Linked DNA regions of Mus musculus: region 2 is linked to region 1. Evidence: chromatin contacts called from public Hi-C data. All regions are on one chromosome and are shown on one strand. Each heading gives the region's core, a stretch centred on a gene start, on an enhancer-like site or on the middle of the called end of the contact. The rest is flanking DNA. Distances are from core to core; before and after follow the strand shown. Region 1 overlaps LOC115487086 (a long non-coding RNA gene). Region 2 has its middle 34 kb from the start of Tpp2.

Evidence for each region. Hi-C and Micro-C count contacts between places; a contact is called where the count stands out from the background.
Region 2: a contact with region 1 is called in a Hi-C map of CD8 T cells, with 5 times the contacts expected there. The contact joins two enhancer-like sites. A contact is called at or near these places in 3 of 39 promoter capture datasets (the 3T3-L1 cell line, cranial neural crest and hippocampal neurons), 4 of 484 Hi-C or Micro-C datasets (CD8 T cells, the N1E-115 cell line, cortical neurons and 1 more) and 1 of 9 other capture datasets (embryonic stem cells).

Annotation. Positions count from the first base shown.
Region 1 is chr1:43,300,895-43,304,798 of GRCm38.p6, forward strand. It overlaps LOC115487086 (a long non-coding RNA gene), which reads right to left. Exons shown (of 3, transcript XR_003947810.1): 2 at 520-718. Among named protein-coding and RNA genes, the nearest start is that of Gm29040, 42 kb to the left of the region's middle. Within about 2 kb of position 2,072, at least 32 of the 459 cell types and tissues checked have an H3K27ac peak or open chromatin away from gene starts, as enhancers often do. A contact at or near this core is called in CD8 T cells, where this site is marked.
Region 2 is chr1:43,897,796-43,901,699 of GRCm38.p6, forward strand. It overlaps the pseudogene Gm8241. Among named protein-coding and RNA genes, the nearest start is that of Tpp2, 34 kb to the right of the region's middle. Within about 2 kb of position 1,711, at least 35 of the 459 cell types and tissues checked have an H3K27ac peak or open chromatin away from gene starts, as enhancers often do. A contact at or near this core is called in CD8 T cells, where this site is marked.

The DNA.
Region 1 (3,904 bases), core at 822-3,321:
ATCACGCTTCTGGAACCCCACTGTATGACACTGTATGACGTCTATGGGCCGTGTCCCTCTCTGCTCAGGTATGGGCAGTTCAGGGGATCCCTTTGCTGTGCTTGAGCCCATCCTCATATCCATATGGTACCCTATGAAGGCTGCATTGGGGGCCAAACATACACGTTCTCACAAGGTGGGATTTGAATATAATCACCTTGATTATGTACAGGGAGTTCCTTTGGCAGATTTTGAGATTTACCTGTTGATGGGGGATACCTAAAATCTAGTCAGGAGAATTAAGTTTTGAGAAAGCGTATTCATATTTGAGGAGAGCTGTTTGGTCCATTGGTGAAAAGCCATCAAAGTATGTATAAATAGTCCACGCAAGCATCCACTGGGCAGCATAAAGGGGCCTACGGTGAATCCTGGGAAGCTCAGAGGTGATCGGGGTTAATGCACATCCCCCAGAAAACAGAAATTTTGTTTCCAGGATGAGCTGGCTAGAAGATGGAGCAAAGCTGGGAACAGAAATTGTACCTGTCTCTTGGGATGTCAGGCCCATGCCGGGCAGGATCTGATACCTTCAAACCCCTCATTATAACTGAACGGAAGAATATGGACGCGCTTTCTTGCTACCCAAGTTTTTCCTTCTGTTGCTGCAGTTGGCATTCTGTTAAGTCTCCATTGGAAGGCTCTCGGTGTAGTGATGAGAGTGTTTTCCAACGCTGTGATTTGCCTGGAAATGGAAAGAGGAAAAGCCTGGTAGAAAAGAAGTCCTGTGGGATCGCTCAGGATTTGCTTGTTCCTCTACTATGCTGCCTTTCAGTGATTGCCGAAGACTTCATTTTTACTTCCTACAAGTGGCAACTTTATCCACAAGTATGAAACATTGCACTCTTCCATCAAGAACATCCATCGCTTTTGTACACACACACACACACACACACACACACTCACACATATGCATGCATGAATACCCTACGCATGCATGCATACGTCCATCAGTCTCCCGAGAAAGATCAGCAGACAAGCAGCAGGCCCCCTCCAAGTGTGAGGACAGGGTTAAACCTGTCTGCAGATTTCTCAGCTCACTTTTACTTAGGGGCAAAGTCAGGCTCCAGCCCCAGAAATCATCCTCCCCCTCCTTTCCACCTCTTTCTTTCCCTAGGGTATAGTGGAGCCTGGAAGCCCAAGCCTGCCTCCTTGTGATTGGAGCATCAAACAGACAAAAAATGCTGAAGCTGATTGCTGCAGCCCAGTTGTGTCCACCAAGGAGATGGTACCTCGGAGAAGGAAAGGAGTCCTGAGAAATCTGTCCTCCTGGATGGGCAATGCCAGTATCTCTGGGTGGGCATAAGTAGATTTTTAATTAATAAAAAATGAAAGTGTGAGTTTGGCTGCTTCACTTCTCTCTCTGCCTCCCACCTCACATCGCTCGGTATTATATTACATCATGCAATAAGCAAGCACAGAGACTGTCTCTAGATAAAGCCCCACCTCTACCCCCACACCAGACTTCCCACTTCCTGAACTACGAGCAGTAATTGTTTTCCTTTATTAATTACTAAGCTAGTAGGAGTCTGTTTCAGCAACACAGAGCAGACTAAAATGGTGATGTAATCTCAGCAAAAGGTCTGCTCTTCCCTGGAGTAAGCGGGTAGAGGGTGATGGTCTAGGAAAGCACAGAGACCCTGCCACGTTTCACTGAATGAGTCCGAGGAATCACGATGGCCAGGCAAAGGTCTTGCTCTTATAGTTCATACTTGACTTCAGACTCCCTCTAAACACTCCCATTTGCACTCACCAAGACCACCAAAGGGGATCATGCAGTGCTAGACAGGCCAGTGTTTCCCAAAAGGCTAACAGAAACACAGATGCTGGCTCAGCTGGAGTGTTCCACTCAGTAAGTCTAAGGCATGGCCTCACGGTGTACCTCTAACATCCTCTATAACATCGATGCTTGACGTTCAGGAGCTCTACTTGGAGGCTGAAGGGGGTGAGCAGGCGGTGACAAGAGTAGGCAAGCCAAGGTCGTCCTCCTGGGCCATGCTAACTCGTTCAATGACAGAGACTCACTGGAGTCTCTCTTCCACTTAGCCAACTTCCTGCTTGACTCATCTATGACACAGATTCTATGCCAAGACCTGTCCACGGTTTGAGATTCACTATGCTTGAAAACTAACCAGTGTTCCCTCACTTTCAGTTTCCAAGGTCTCAAGTCCCACAGGGCATCGCAAGGGGACTAGCTGACATCCACCCCACCAGTGGGTCATTTTGTTACGATCAGAGGAGTGGTTTCTGGTGATAGTAGATCACTTGGGCTTTGCCCCCAGAGAGGCAACTCTTTATTTCACTGAGAGTAACTACAACAAAATTCAAATTAAAACAAAAAAACCTCTTTCATTCCAGGGTAGATATTATCTCCATACATGAAAGCTATTTGCCATATAAGCCATATTTAAAAATAAAGACTGGAGCAAATGCATAGAATTCCTCTACTGTCCTGTCAAGATAACAGCCACTATGGTTATAAAGTTATACATGTTTAAAGACATATTCACATCTTGGAAGCTGGCACCATTACCTCAAATAGCTTATCCACCCCCTAGTACTGCTATAAGAAGGCACCACAAGCTTAGACTCTTAAACAAACAAACAAACAAACAAACAAACAAGCTTGTCATCTTGCAGTTCTAAAGGCTCTCTGTCTGACCTCAAAGTGTTGATGGACTATGCTTCTGTCAGAGTACCTACAGGGGTAAGGGGTTCCTTTCTTTCTTTTTCTGATGTCTTATAGTTCCTAAGTTCTCTGGCTTTTTAGAGGCATTGCTCCAGTCTGTTTCTGTCTTCATATGGCATGCACCCAGGTGCCTGCACCTTCCCATGGCAGTGTGTTGACGACACCAGCCTGATTGATTCAGGAGTCATTTGCTCCAGTATGAGCCTCTTCTTGTCAAACAGACAAACCAACAAACAAAACAGCAACAAGATCCCCATGAAATGATTCTCTTTCCAAACAAGGCTGCATTCTGAGGTGCTGGGGGTTTGAAGGCCAACTCATTTTCAAGGGACCTGCAATAGAATACCTGACAAAACGCCATGACAGCTGCTAATCAATAGGTCTTCAAATGAGAGGATTATGAGGGATTACCTCGCTTGCCATCACAAGGTCCTTAAAAGTTAGAAGACGGAAGCCGGGCAGTGGTGGTGCACACCTTTAATCCCAGCACTTGGGAGGCAGAGTCAGTGGAATTCTGAGTTTGCGGCCAGCCTGGTCTACAAAGTGAGTTCCAGGACAGCCAAGGCTACACAGAGAAACCCTGTCTCGGGGGGGGGGGGGAGTAGAAAAGGGAAACTGGGAGTGAGTCAGAGTGAGACAATGTCAGGATACTACCCAACATTGCTGGTTTTGAAGAGGAGGAAGATCCATAAGCCAAGGACCATGGGCAGTCCCCAGGAAAAATAGACAACAGATTCTTCTCTCTCCTCTGAAAGGGACACACTTTTACCTGGACCTTGGCTTTAGCCCCATGATACCTCTGTGGAACTTCTAACCCACAGACACACAGGCACATTTGTGTTATCTTAAGCCACTGTGTTTATTACTTTTCTCAAGGTTGTGACAAAATTCCAGGCAGCAGTGGCTTCAGCAGGCTAAGTTTGTTATTCCAGCTCATGGTTTCAAGTGACATCAAGGCTCTAATGGTGGGAGAGCCTAGTGGCAAGAGCAGGGCCTGTCCATGGCAGTGGGGGCTTGTAGTACAGCTTGCTCCCTCCTTGGCAGATCAGAAGCAAGATCTGGGGCTAAAACTGGAATCAGATATCAACACAAAGCTCACTGTCAATGACTCAATTCTGCTGCCTAGGCTACAGAATGGAAGGCTCCACAGCCTCCCAAAACAGTGCCACCAGCTGGAGACCA
Region 2 (3,904 bases), core at 461-2,960, 600 kb after region 1:
AGTAAAGGAACACAGCCTGTCAGTCATCCACAGACAATGCCCACCGCCCTGCAATCATCCTCAAAACAAGGCCACAGCCTGTCAGACATGAACAGGACAAAGCCAAAGCCTGTCTGTCGTCAAAAGTAAATTCTCACAGCCTGTTAGTCATCCACAGGAAAAGGCCAAATCCTGACAGTTATCTATAGTAAATGCACACAGCCTGTCAATCATCCATAGAACACAGTCACAGTCTGTTGATCATCCACAGGAAAGGCCCACAACCTGTCAGTCATTCATAGGAAACCCCGATAGCGTGTCATCCATCCATCCATAGAAAACATCAACAGGCCCTCCGCGGCTCACCGCTTCCCAACAGCCCGCGACTGTCGAAGCCAGGCAGCATTGGGGATTAGTGCGGAAAGCCAGGGTGGTGACCAGCGCAGCGGCTCCGTCATTGGGCGAGGAGCCTGAGGTGCATAAGGACACCACAACCTGTGGCCCCCCGCAGAGGAGGGCGATGGAGTCCAAGATGCCAAGCGGAAGGAGCCCGCCAAGTCCCTCCTCATCAAAGTCATCTCCATGGGCAACGCAGAAGTGGGGAAAAGCTGCATTATAAAGCGCTACTGTGAGAAGAGATTTGTGTCTAAGTACCTGTCAACCATTGGGATTGACTATGGAGTCCCAAAGGTCCAAGTCAGAGACAGAGAAATCAAAGTTAACATCTTTGACATGGCTGGATACCCCTTCTTTTTTGAGGTCCGAAATGAATGTTACAAGGACACACAAGGTGTGATACTGGTCTATGACGTTGGGCAGAAAGACGCATTTGATGCCCTTGATTCATGGCTGACAGAAAAGAAGCAGGAGCTTGGGCCGCACGGGAACGTGGACAACATTGTCTTTGTTGTATGTGCCAACATGATCGACTGACTGCTCCAAACACTGCTGCATCGATGAAAGTGAGGGGCGTCTCTGGACTGAAAGCAAAGGTACTTTGAAACATCAGCACAAACTGGCGAGGGAATCAAAGAGATGTTCCAGACCTTTTACATGTCCATAGTTGACTTGTGTGAAAATGGCGGGAAGCATCCTACGGCAAATAGCAGTGCTAGTTTCACCAAAGAACAAGCAGACACCATTCGCAGAACCTGAAATAGTTAAGGTCAGCTGGGAGATGCTGGGAGTCAGACCTGGGGCCTCAAGGGAGGAAGTTAATAAGGTCTACCGGAAGTTGGCTGTGCTGCTTCACCCGGACAAGTGCGTAGCACCTGGCAGTGAAGATGCCTTCAAAGCGTTGTGAAGGCTCAGACAGCCCTCCTAAAAAGCATCAAATAGAGGCAGAGGAAACTGCAAAGGAGCTCAAGTGCAAACAGACTCCCCTTGAGCCACCAGGGGGAGACAAACCAGTGCTAAGAGAGAGAGGCAGTGCCAGCCACAGGAGCTGGAGAACCTGAGGCTCATCCCAGGTCTTTGCTGTGCCCTAGAAATAGTTGCTAGTATCAAGCAGCAAGGAATGCTGTGTCCCTGGGAATGAGGGGCCCGACACCAGAACAGAAGCTCTTAGAGGGTGCATTGTAGGTTACTCGGGAGTGTGCGCTCAGTCACCCCGTACAGACGGAAAGGCCAGCTCGGGCCTTTCCTGAGCTCAGGCATGTTGGGCAGTAGGAGGGGCCCTGCATGAGACTCGTCCCTGCATCAGTCCTCACTACGGGTGGTGGGAGAGGCAGGGGGGTCCTCTTCCACAAGCCGATTTCTTTCTCATGTAAATCTGCTTCTCCTCTCACTCCACTCTTTGTTACATCCCGCATCTGCGACTGCCTTTCTTCTTGAATTCCTGGCATTGCCCTGGGCGCAGTTGACTTGAAATAAGTAGGATCCATTTGGGGCACAGCGGGACGTCTTGGGTCTGTGTGAGACAGAATCCCTACAGTTTCTGCTTGGACTCCAAATTTCTGAATAGTATTTTAAAACTACAAGTATGAAAACTCATGTTGCATAGAGAAGCCTTCCTCGTGCCTGGTCCACAGGAGCTGATGGAGTTGATGGAGCTGGACTCATGGCAGCCTTAGGGGAGAAGGCTCGTTACTCGACTCCTGTGATCCCTCTGAACTGTGGTATTCTTATTTTGAGCTGCAGCCATCTGTGTTACCCCCGACTTGAAGGATGACTTTTAAATACCTATCCCATAATGGTTGCCGGATAACATCTCTCCTCGTGCCTAAGAAGACGAGCTCTTGTCTTCCTGTCTAAACCCTTGCAGTCCTCTGGGTTTTTCCTTTCTCCATAGTGGTCTCACTTTGCATGGCTGTGCTGTACGCAGCTGCTCTGAGATTTAAAATGTTGTTCTTAGTGAACTCAGATCTATATAAAAAGATAAAGAGATCTGGTATATGGCTTTATGGCTTGAATTAGCTTCTGATTGAACTCCACCACCTCGTGCAGAACGTACCTGATTATCCAACTGTTCTTGGAACAGAAACTGGGAATCATGAGGATGAGGGATTGTGTGTGGTGCTGTCAGCCTGAGTGTGGGGCCCAGTCTGCGCCTCATTCAACAACAGGGACAGGTGAACAGTTACAGCAGGGCGCTTTAGTGTCCCATTCTGATCCCTCAGGTCCCTTGCTGATTCTTAGATCTTGAGACTTTATTCCTGACATCTTAGTTACTAACGTTCAGGGTGGCTGCATAGTATTTATTTATTTATTTATTTATTTATGTAATAGTAATGAAATGAAGAAGTGAAGCCTCAGGGTCCCAGAAATTTTCTGATTTCTGTAATCCATCAGCAGAGAATTAGGAAACAACAGAGCATAACTCAGGATAAAAAGCATTCTGAACCCTGGCTTCGTGATCCAGTACAGACCTCTGCATTTGTTTAAATTCCTGATGCAGGCGTGTGCTTTGTCCTTCGACATTTTGAAAACTATTTGCACAGTTAAGATCTTAGAACATCAACAGGAGTCGCAAATCAGTCATTTCAGCGGCTGAAAAGTTTTTATAATGAACCTTGCCCCCCCCCCCCAAAAAAAAGAGGGATAAAATATTTGAACAACTGTTATTTTAAAAAGCTGTGTCCTTTTCCATCTGAGTCACTAACCGGTGTCACCTCTTCGCCTTGTTGGAACTCCCTGGAGGCATTTCAGAGTCGGTCTTCCAGCCTTCGCAAGCACTTTAGAGCATCCTCCCCTTGGTGTCTGTGTCCTCTTGTGTCTCCCTGGGAACTGCTAGTCTTCACTCTCAGTATCTTACTAAGCAGTGCTTCTTTATTTTTCCATTTAAATGTGTCTGTGGCTCTACCAGCCTGTTAACTTACGAGTCCAGATGCTGAGGATAAGGCTGCTGTCCTTCTGTACGCTGTACACCATTCTTTAAGGCTTGTGTTTACCTCAGGAAACATATTCTAGTATCTTCTCACTGATTGAAATCTCAAGTGATAAATACTTCTTTATACCTGCAAAATGGTACCTGATTCTGTCTTAGTTCAGTGAGCCATAGGTCAGGCAGCTAGGTGGTTAGGTGGCTAAATGGCTTAAAGGTTGTCAGAGTAGAACAAGGAGCTCCTGACAGCACTGAGTCAGGGACAAATGGAGGGAAGACAGAGGGATTGCCACCTGAAGCTAGGAAGCAAGGAACCGGCATATCGCCTCTAGTGATTTACAGTGCTTCCTTCCAGGTCAGTTCAGTAGGTCCTATAAGGTTCTCTCACGCTGCCACCCATGGAGCTAAGTCCCCAGCGTTTTTTGTAAACCTTTTGAAGATGAATTTAGTCGCAAAATTAAGCTAAGCAATTTCCACTTCAGGCTTTGCAAGCAAAAAGCTATTGATCCTTCTCATCCTGGTGCTGAGCAGTTTTAGACCTGGTTAGTGCCCCTTGGACACTGATTGCTCCATTAACCGTCCCTGGGGAGGATGGATGTGCTT